Regions from separate parts of the Hordeum vulgare genome. Here regions 1 and 3 are each linked to region 2. The links are chromatin contacts, called in public Hi-C maps. All regions are on one chromosome and are shown on one strand. The core of a region is the stretch at or near the end of the contact, and the rest is flanking DNA. Distances in the headings are between cores, read along the strand shown.

Evidence for each region. A called contact is a pair of places that touch in the nucleus more often than the background predicts.
Region 1: a contact with region 2 is called in a Hi-C map of leaf, with 8 times the contacts expected there. The contact joins two enhancer-like sites. A contact is called at or near these places in 3 of 6 Hi-C or Micro-C datasets (leaf and seedling) and 1 of 1 datasets of contacts at active chromatin or transcription factors (embryo).
Region 3: a Hi-C map of seedling shows a contact between it and region 2, with 4 times the contacts expected there. The contact joins the promoter of LOC123440700 here to the enhancer-like site in region 2. A contact is called at or near these places in 3 of 6 Hi-C or Micro-C datasets (leaf and seedling) and 1 of 1 datasets of contacts at active chromatin or transcription factors (embryo).

The regions. Positions count from the first base shown.
Region 1 is chr1H:405,128,266-405,132,013 of MorexV3_pseudomolecules_assembly, reverse strand. No RefSeq gene overlaps it. Among protein-coding and RNA genes, the nearest start is that of LOC123412271, 240 kb to the left of the region's middle. Within about 2 kb of position 1,438, at least 1 of the 3 cell types and tissues checked has open chromatin away from gene starts, as enhancers often do. A contact at or near this core is called in leaf, where this site is marked.
Region 2 is chr1H:405,373,850-405,377,545 of MorexV3_pseudomolecules_assembly, reverse strand. No RefSeq gene overlaps it. Among protein-coding and RNA genes, the nearest start is that of LOC123412271, 5.8 kb to the right of the region's middle. Within about 2 kb of position 2,250, at least 3 of the 3 cell types and tissues checked have open chromatin away from gene starts, as enhancers often do. A contact at or near this core is called in leaf and seedling, where this site is marked.
Region 3 is chr1H:405,538,706-405,542,503 of MorexV3_pseudomolecules_assembly, reverse strand. It overlaps LOC123440700 (phospholipase D zeta 1), which reads right to left and starts at 1,545. Exons shown (of 20, transcript XM_045117257.1): 1 at 872-1,545. The coding sequence starts at 1,156.

The DNA of each region.
Region 1 (3,748 bases), core at 189-2,688, 240 kb after region 2:
ATTTTGGTGCATGTATCATGGCAAATTTAAGTAATTAATCATGAAAAATTTATTTTATGGTTCATGGCAAATTTAAGCCATTCACCATGCATTTTTAAAGTAATTGGCGGCATATTTCTTTTTTATTTATGAACCATGTCAAAATTATTTTATGGATCATGATAAATTTTACTAATTCGTCATGTCAAGTTTAGTTTCTTAATTTCTTTACATAATATGTCAAAATTTACTTTAAACATAAAAAAAGTAGTTGAAATATACCATGACAACTTTAATTTAATTATGATGGTAATTTATGTGCAATAGAGATGTCAAATTTTAATCAAAAATAGTGATCAAAACATGTCGATATGATATCTAGATTCGAAGATCTGGTCGCAACGGATTTAATGTTGTTTATGTATAACACATAAGAGCATCTATAGCCGGACCCCTTAAACCCACCTCAAACGTCCGGGCAGCCCACCCGGTCACTGACCGGTCATAAAACATCTATCCACCCGGACCCCTCATACCCATCTCAAACGTCCAGACTGACCGACATCCGTCATATCCATCTCAAATATGGGAACGATATAAGGGATTTTGAACGCGTCCGGGCACGGTCGGTCATTCCGCCACATAAGACACCACCCCACCCAGACCACCTTTTATTTTTTTATTCATTTTTTCTTTCTTTCTTTTCTTCTTCATCAATCACATGCAAATGATTGGACATATAATGAAAAAGTAGGACTTAAATCAAAAACAGCCGTCACTGAACGGATGCATCCGCAGACGTTTAAGTGACCGGATTTACAAGTTTCACGGGTAGATGCTCTAACAGACCTTAAGTAGGTCGTAAGGTCTAGCTAGCATTGCGTGCATTTTTGTGTGTAGCACGTTCCCTATATCTCCACTTTCACTTTGGCCTCCGCCCCCGTCGTGGATTATCTCCATCATCTTCCCGTCCGTATTGTCATACGCCGTGTCGCCCGATTTAGACATACCGATGAATAGAAAAGCGTGCACTAATCCATGTTTGCCGTCGTCGACAAGACAAAGCTGCGGCACTGAAATGGAGCAGGGTTGGCGTCGACGCAGCAGTACGGCATGCGCCTTGCGGCGGAGGCTACCGTCCGAGCTGCTTGGCGACGTTCAACCAATTATGCCAAGCAGGAGCTAGCATCACATTACCCCACCCAAGGTGTCCAAGATCAATCAAAATTCCGCAGCTCGTGACCAACACAACACACATACAGTACGCGCGGCCAACTAATTAATCCCCAACTCCGTCTAGATCATCCTACTGTACGTTGTCGTACAACGTCATAGACATACATGCATTAAAGGCAAGATGCCCCCTCGTCGTATTGGCATCCCTTCTTCAGTAACCATCTTTCTCCTCTCCGTACACCCACGTTCACCTCAGCCCAGCAGGCAGAAGGAACGGTGGTCAAGTTGGCGGTGCACCGGTGCGCGTGTTGTTATATCGATGGCCGTTGCTTTCGATGGTGGTGTGCCCCTTCCCGCGGAGCACATGGATCTTGTCGTCGTGCCTTTGAAAAATGGGAGGCGACGACGGGACCCGTGTGATCACGTCGCCGTCTGCGTACGAAACGGTACGATCTAAGGACGGTACAACTGACCACGGACGACGACAACGTAGTCGATTGACAGGAAACAGATATCTTCTATCAACCTATCTATCTATCTATTACTTCCTCCGTTCCTAAATATAAGTCTTTTTAGATATTTCACTAGGAAACTAGATACAGAGGAAAATAAGTGAATCTGCATTCTAAAGTATGTCTATATACATCCGTACGTAGTCTCCTAGTGAAATTTTTAAAAAGACTTATATTTAAGAACGGAGGGAGTATATATTAAAAGCAAAATACGAGAAAAGGTAGAAATATTAGCTAAAAAATCCCACGTTAATCAGAAAATAGTCTATGTAATATAAAGGCATTTTTTTCTTGCCTATGAGATACGCGTTGTGTGGGGGCTAAGCATTCCAGCACACCATACCTATGGTTATAGATTCGCACAAACCGACCGGATGCGTATCCATCAACCGTACGCGGAGATCTATCTAGCTTTGAAGACGTTTAGCCGTTTAGGCCAGATGTGTATCCATCAGCCGCACAGAGGAAGCTAGCTAGTTTTGTACTCCCTCCGTCCCAAAATAAATGTCTCAACTTTATACTAGCTCTAGTACAAATTTGTATTAAGCTTGAGACAGTTATTTTGGGACGGAGGGAGTACATGATTGTAGGAGAAGATCGAGCAGCTCAAAACGCAATCAAGCTATCTTGCCAGAAATTAATCAGTGGGTCGCATCAGTGGATCACGGCCACACCAATTTTCAATACTCCACCCTGGTCGCTGTAAGTTTGTAATTTGTAACGGGCTGTGTAAGTGCATACTCCTACCATGAATCCATGATACTCCTTGCCTTGCCTATAGCCTGTACGTGATGGATTTTGCCAGCAACCTAAATTTACATGCGTTCTTCAATACGAGTCAATTGATTACCACGGCTATCATGCTTCCTTTTATTGTTGTGTTCCACTATGGACCTTGATTTGCATGTGTGCAGTCGTTTACTATTTTGTAGAATTGAATTGTGAATTAAATTCCGATGATATTTTTTTGGCCACTATAGATTTCAAAGGGATCCTAAAACTCACCATTAAATTCCGATGATATTTATGCAGGATCGACTTTGGTTTCTGTACGTGAAGCAAGATGATGGAGGCAGCATAAATTGAGTTATGAAAATAGAAATATAGTTGAATTCAATTTAATTAAACAATATTATTTTACTCTCTTGACCAACTGAAGTGCAAATGGTTAAAAAATAATCATAATAGAATTTAGGTGTAGTAATGGTCCACATAGTATGTAGTTCTTCCTTATCGGGGATAGAAAATATGTAGTTAAAGTAGGTTGGACCTGAGTTTTAGGAGGTGCAAATCTATAGCTCCATAAATGGTGCCTAAATTCAACATGATCGAATTAAGTGTCACTGTTATGGAGCTGTAGTTATTTAGAAGAAACATGGATCTATCATTACGCTTCAACAACATCTTGGCTATGAAGAGGTCGGATCTGTTCATTGTGTTTGTATCATCTTGATGCTTTATTTTCAGTCAATAAAATATGGCCTTTAGAAAAAATTACTTCAACGTCAGCTTACACAAATTCGATTTGAACTCCTAACTCTACACCTAGGTGATTTATCTGACAATCAAATTGAATTTTCATGATGTAATACCTTCTATTTAGTAGACATATTAGACTTTGAATCCACGGCCATCATATCTAGAATAATACTAAGTCTTGAAAAATTCTAGACCTAAGCATGCTTAGATTGTCGAGCATTTCTTTGGAATGTGATTTTATATTCTAATAGTGATTATAAATATAACTACACAAATAGAAAATATTGCATGTATGTCAACATTTTATATCCATGTCATATGAAAGATATAGGCATCATATTATGACATGCTTCTATGTGTTTTTAATGTCTCCTTATATAGGATATATACTTCTATTATTAATTAAACGTTTACAGTAGAAAAACTTTATTAAAAAATATTGGTACTTAAGTTATTGTTATGGTTTCATTAATTTAAAATTTATACATTTTCTTGCTGCTCTATTTATCATCCGTACTTAAATCACATATGTTGTAAAGTTGGTTAATTATTATTTTTAACTATTTGATTTCTTAGTATCCTAAGAAAATCTCCCATACCGC
Region 2 (3,696 bases), core at 1,001-3,500:
ACAATCCTCAGTGCGAATAGCATACGAGGAAGTTCTCGCACAAAAATATGAAAGTAGCTAAGTATGAGACGACGCTGGGGGGAGATGATGAAGCTGCGTGCCAAAGAAATCAAGAAGCGCATGGAAGAATGGATGCGGGGGCATGGAAAAACCTCTCTCCACATGGGTGATGAGGAGCATTCGGTTGTCCCCTCGCGGCGTAGGTTCCCATTCACCGCGAGCCGTCATCGAGTCGCCCTAGATCCAGCTTGGCGGGAGTGCTCCGGCACTCGATGAGGACACATGCGAGCCCTTCTTAGCTTGCTCGGCCTTCGTCTTCACGTCCTTCACCATGTCGCACAGCGAGATGGTTGAGGCACGTGGAAGCTGAGGACGTGGGGAGAACTCTCGGTCGCGGCAGCAGGGATTGAGGAGAGGGGTGAACTGTTCTAGATCTCGGAGCGTGATCCCCTCCTCTCTCTGTTTTGTCCCTTTTATACACTGTCTAGAAGATTCCCCATCGAGTAATCCACCGGCGAAGAGGGGATCCACAAGATCCCTAGGACAGCATGCATGTAGCACGACAACGACATTTTAGGCGTAGGAATCGAGTTGCCTCACCACTTCCTCCACCTCCCACGTCGTCGCCGTTTCCGCTCCCACTAGCGCGCTCCCTTAATTCAGAAAACGCGGAAATTCCGCCGCACTCACGACCCGAATGGATACCGCATCCATGGTTCAGAATGAAGTGAGCCGAACATCTATTGGATCGTCCTTCTACGGGACTCTAGTCACTCGGATAGAGGAGAGGGTGACCTGATGGCCCTTACCGTCATGCGAGTGGGATCCGTCCTAACTCCCTGCTGGACATTCGGAGCTCCTGGTTCACAATTTCTACCGACTGCAAGCATGCAGACATGGTCAAACGGTCAGATTTTTTCACTCCTGAATCCGTAGTGGTTTACTGAGAGTCCGGGTGAAGTAGCCCTGAGCTACAACACCGGCGTCCCCGAGACACCGAGGACACTGAGAAGTGCCTATCGCTCGGCCAGTAAAAACCTCAGCCGATTTGAGGGCTACTGACAGGGTTATACATTAGGGGCAGGGACACTCACCTGCATTCCTAGGCCCACCTAAGGCCTCGCAGGATCATCAATGTCCTCAAAGATATCGGAGCAGTCTCGGTCTTACTTGGGCAAATAGGTTCTCACTCTGATGCTCAAAGTCACTCGAACCACCTTCGGTTAGTCGAACGCGCCCCGACACTCGGACCAAAGCAATGTGTGGACGACAAAGAGATTGCAACGACAACAGACTTAAACTACCACATGAAGTGCAGTGAACACCGACATTACCGGTAACGTCAGAGTTAGAGTTGCTGTTATTAGTAACTTTCGTAGTTATTAGCATTAATTCATCCTTGTAATGGCACTCGGCCGGTCATGATACTTTATATAAACCGCATCCGAGCTCCTGAACAAGGGTTAAGCATTCTGTATTCTCACCCCCCACCCCCTTTTCCAAATATGATCACCGCCATGGCGTGCTGAGTTTGGAAATTGGCGAAGCACCTCACCATCTCATCATTGTTCATCGCCGCCCTCACCAATGTTGTACAGTACAAAAAATATATATTTGAAAAAGAAAGAAAGAGCGGAAGCGGGGAGGCATTTTTGTTGCTGGTTTCGTGACTTTGCGTGTTGCTCTCACCGTACTCTTTCAGCCGCGACTGGTGCCGTCTAGCTTCGCTGGGCGGTCATTATGCGACGGCGGCGTGCCATCCTTGCTTGCTTGGATTAGCGTCAAGCATCAATCCCAAACTTTGAGAGCAACCGGTGACCGCTAACGAACAGCTAGCAAGTAGAAACATCTGACCGGCGGCTCCAGCAAAAAATTTCGCTGATGCTTCGATATTCGGTAAACATCATGTTCGTCGGCACATGGTGAATGCCGGTGGGAGCCAATCATGCCCGCCACGCATCACATCGCCCCACCCCAAGGTGCTCAAAATCAACCAAATATTCCGCAGCTCGTGACCAACGCCGTACAGTACGCGCGGCCAACTAATTAATCCCCGGCTCCGTCCAGATCACTCTGCCGTACCTTATCGTACAACCACATGCATTATGCTCCAAGATGCCCCCTCTCCTCGTTTTGGCATCTCTTCATCAACAACCATCTTTCTCCCCACAGAATACTATCGTGAAGATAATACCATGAGTCACACGTCATGGGTCTCCGTACACCCACGTCCACCTCAGCCCAGCGGCAGCGGCAGCGGCGGTCAAGTTTGGCGGTGCACCGGTGCGCGCATGTGCATGGCCGTTGCTTTCGACGGTGCCCCTTCCCGCGGAGCGCATGGAACCGCTTGTCTTGTCGTCGTGCCTTTGGAAAATGGGAGGCGACGACGGGAGCCCCGCCTGATCACGTCGCCGTCGGGCGTACGAAACGGTACGATCTGAGGACGGTACAACTGACCACGGACGACGACAACGTGATCGATCGGCTGGAAAGAGAGAGATTTTTTTAGTTGGACGTCGCCGTTGCCTGGAGTAGAACTACTCTTGGAACGGAAGCGTGCTGGATTTGTCAAGAATGTTTAGGGCGCTTCTCGGTACGTTGGGTAGCCAGGTAGGTGTTGTAGCTGTGAGGCCCGAGGCTTATCTAATCTGTCGTGTGACTGTGAGCTGGAAGATAGGCATGCATGCAAGCATGCATGGGATGGGGCGGCAAGAAACTGACGAAACGTGCGCGACCTGATCAGAGAGATGTGTGTTTGGTGATGTACTGCTCCATACTGTTGCTAGTGAGTGGCCATGCTGTTGCATCTACAGCAGTACTGTAGTGACTAGTGGACCGCATCCACGACTCAAGGAGCTGGCAGCTAGCTCCAAGAACCGAATCTACAATGGGTGCGTCCAGTTGGTACCACGTACTTACTGTACATGTGTGGAAAGGTCAGTGGTTTCGTTGCTTTGGTAATGGTAGACAACACATGACTACTGCTGCACGAAAGGGAGGATCTGATGTTCCACGGGAAAGCTACTTTGATTCACAGGATATTTACGGGATTTCCACAACAATTGTGATCCTATGGAATATTTTTTGGAAGCCTTGATTTGTAGGAATCGTTCCTATGGAAATTTTCATAGTATATCTCGTAGAAAATTTCACAAAATAAAGTCTGAGATCTTGGAAAAAATCATATGCTTCCACCAAACACGCATTTGTCTTAATTCCTTTGTTTTACAATTCCATAGAATTCAAACGTGCATGTAAGTCATAAGTAGCAATCCTCTATTTTTCCTATCCTGTGCATCACAGGAGCAACATCTACACTCGGACTAGGCAAATCCGTCCCACTATACGTCCGCTGACGAGCCCTGGCATGATCGCAAAAGCATTCAGACAGCTTCTCATATTTTGTTCCGTGCATTCACATACCTTATATCCGGACTCTTAAATCCATACAAAGTCATGCATGCACGTCGACCATCCGATACAAATTTTTCGAATTCAACAGTTTTAAACAAAAGCAAATGATATCATAGTTCAACCAAACAAACATGCCAAAATGAAAGCAATGTCTGACCGACAAGTGTTGATTGTCGGATCACTGGCCGGACGAGTTCATCCATGCGTCCTGCTCCTTCTGGACATCCATCTCCGCCTGCATCCGGGCTACCTCCTCCTCCTTCATCCTGGCTGCCTGCTCCA
Region 3 (3,798 bases), core at 296-2,795, 170 kb before region 2:
AGAAGTTATTGGGTAAACAAAACAGTTTGCCCATAAGAAGTTGGCACATTTTACATTACGAATCCTTTGTACTCAATAAGGACAACGATAGCTATCCATGATAGTTTATCTGAAAGCCCAATTCATGAAATAAATGCATTCCTAAGTTTTTGTAACCAAATGAAAACTCAGCACTTTCAGCAAATATTAAGGAAGAAAATCCCCAAAGTTCAAATTAGTAGTTTATGAGACAGTAGCGGCACAATGTTGCACTTGGACCTGCGAGTGTAGCTCTTTACTATCCAAATTTCATATACACGTTCAAGGACATTCTGAACATAAACCCATCATTGCTAATTAGCCTGGGCCGTCAATTCAGAAGAACTGAAACTGCACTTATCCGAATCGAATTTGAGCCAACAAATAACCTGACACATTTCATACTTGGAGTCCTCGCCTTCTAACACCAAACTATGAAGGTCGAGCACCCAACAACGCAATAGTCACACCCCACTAGCAATGCCATCAGTGGGAGAAAATTGAATCTCAATTCAAATGCCCGCGTTCATGTCCTGCTATTAGTATACTGGATTATTGGCCACTCAAATCAACTGATGGTGTGAAAACCTAGAACCAAACGAAGCAATTGAGGCAACAACCAGAAGCGTGGCTACAACAAGAGTAAGTGCCGTCCAATTAAACTGGGACGCCTAACTTGATCATAGATTTTGTCCACGCAAAATTTCGGACTAATCAGCAGCATCTCATGACGCCGAATTCGCACGACCTCCCAGGAACCCGAGCAGAGTCGGGCATCCCCGATGAGAAGTACGATATGTTCGGAATCGTGAACAGGAGAAGAGTAAGGGTGGGCAGAGGAGGATCCGCGGACCTGCTTGTAGTTGATCTCGATGGTGTAGGAGAGCAGCATGGGGGTGATGTCGCCGGCGTCGGGGCGCGAGACGGAGAAGATGGTGGCGCGGGGGAGCTCCTCGAACACCCGCGCGGCCTCGGAGAGCCGGAACGACGCCGACGCCGCGAGGACCTCGGGCCGCCGCGCCGGCGCCGACGGCGACGAGGAGGAGGACGCCGACGCGTCCCCCTCGGCGGCGGGCTCCGGCTGCATCCGCTCGTACCGGTGGCCGTGGCGCTCCGCCGGCAGGCGCTCCATGTTCATGGAAGCTTCGCGAAGGGGGGGGGGGGGGGGGGGGGGGGCAGGCCGGACGGGGGCTCGTCCGATCTGGCTGGCTGGACGGCGAATTTCCCCCGAGTTGTATACGGATTTGGTTTGGTTTCCTTGGGGGTGCGGGAATGGGCCGGCAGGAAAGGGGGCCGGAACGCGAGAAGGACGTCAGAATCCCACGGCTTGGACTTTCGAACTGGATGGGGGAAACTACGAATTCCGGGAACGCAACCGGGAGAACGGGGAGATTCTTCTCGGATCAAATCATCAAAAGAAACAGCGGAGGAACATGGAGGAATTCGGGTTTGGGGGACGGAGAATCACGGAGCGTCGTGTGTGGGGCCGGCTTGGGCTGGTGCACGCGTCGGCCTTCCACGGACGCCGGGAGAAGCAACCACCTTTCCAAACTTCGGTGGAGTCGGGACCGGTGGAAACGGACAGCAGGTCGGCAAAAAACGTACGTGCTTTATTGCCACGGGCCCATTTGATGATTTGAATATAGACATGCACAAACATGATGGAGTGGTACATTTAAAGAATAGTGAAAGAGCAAACCAACTTAGATGATTAGAGATATAGTTTAAGTCTTGTTGATGGCATTATTTTTGAATTTATTTTAGTATTTTTGATGATGCGTTTTAGTGGGAGGAGACGTTTCCGTCGACGACGAGGCACGTAAATTTCAAGATGATATGTCGGCTCAGTCTCTTGAAGATGCTTATAAGGATAAGGTATGTGTGCGTGCGTTCATAGAGGCATGAGCGCTTGCGTCTGTTTTAAAAATAAATAAAAGCATGCACTCCCTCATTCCGTCTCATAATATAAGAGCATTTTCTAGATTAGCATAGTATCAAAAAAGCTCTTGTATTATGGGACTCAGGGAGTAGCTGTTAAGGATGGATGGTTGTTTTGGAATGTAATAAGAGCATATACGTCTTAAAAGTAATTAAATCTTTATATTTTTTGTATTTTAAGTTTTTGGTAAAAAAAAAGCATCCAGAACAAATACACTAATAATGAACCAACCCGTAAATATTAAAGGGTGCCGAAAATTCACATCCGAGACCCTTATATTTGAAGGCTCAAAGGCTGAGGGTGCCCCACACTATTGGAATCCAGTAAATTGTCGTCCGTCATGCATTTGTCGTCTGCTGACACATGACAAAGAACCTCTTTACCGTCAGCTGGCAAACACCGGACAACAAAGAGCAGACTGATGGCAAAGACAATGTTTGCCATCAGTTTGCTCTTTGTCGTCTGCCAAAAAGACGACAAAGACATTGTTTGCCATATGTGAGCTCTTTGCCGAGGCAACAGGCAGACGACATAGGGCATGGGATGGCCCCCTGGTCCGCTGGCCAACCAGCCCTAACGGATGCCCCTCTTTGTCGTCTGCCTTGTACCTCTTTGTCGTCGGGGGACAGGCGGCAAAGAGGGTGACGCCCTAACGGCCATCACCCCCACCCCCACACCCCCTCTCTCCCCCATAACGGTTGGATCTCTCTCTCTCTCTCACCCCCGAAACCCACCCCCGCCGCCGGAGCTCGCCCTCCCCTCCTCTCCCGCGACCTGCTGCCGGAGCTCGCCCTCCCCTCCACCATCGCCCTCCTCCTCCACCACCGCCCCTTCCTCCACCACCGCCCTCCTCCTCCACGGGCCCTCCTCCTCCGTGTGACCCCTCCTCCATCATTGCCTCCTCCTCCACCACCGCCTCCTCCTCCCTACGACCCCCTCCTCCTCCACCACTGCATCCTCCTCTGTGTGACCCCCTCCTCCAGCACCGCCTCCTCCTCCCTGCAACCCCCTCCTCCACCGCCATCTCGTAGCTGCGCCTGGACCCGAGCTCACCCCCGTCTGCCAAGGAGAAGACCAGCAGCAGCGGCCCAGGATCCTCTCAGGTGAGACTCCCTCTCTCTCTCTCTCTCTCTCGAATTTTAACAAATTGACTTGCAACAATATGATAAATTGGTAAATTGATAAATTGATAGTTTAGGCCCATTTAAACTACTATGGCATGGTTAGTTTAGGTTTGGTTTTAGTTTTAGGTTAGTTTAGGTTTAGGTTTAGCTTAGTTTAGGTTCACGTTTAGTTTTCGTTTTCGTTTTAGGTTAGTTTAGGTTTAGGTATAGTTTTAGTTTTAGTTTTAGTTTTAGGTTGGTTTAGTTTTAGTTTTAGTTTTTGATTTTTTTAGGTTAGTTTAGTTTTACTATTAGGTTAGAAAAAAAAACCGACACGACGCCCCGACACCCTGACACGACGCCCCAACCCGACACCCCGACACGATGCCCCGACACGACAACCGGACAAGACGCCCCGACATGACACCCCGACACCCCGATACGATGCCCCGACACCCCGACACGACGCCCCGACACCCCGACACGATGCCCAGACACGACACCCCTGACACCTAGACATGACGCCACTAACCCCCGACCCCCGACCCCCGACGTCACTAACCCCTGACCCCCGACGCCACTGACCCTCGACCCCCGACGCCACTAATCCTCGACCCTTGACACCACCGACACCCGACACCACCGACCCTCGATGGCACTGACTCCCGACGCCACTCACCCCCGATCCCCGACACCTCTTCTACCTCCTGTTGAACTAGAGGGTGATTTTCGGCCTTC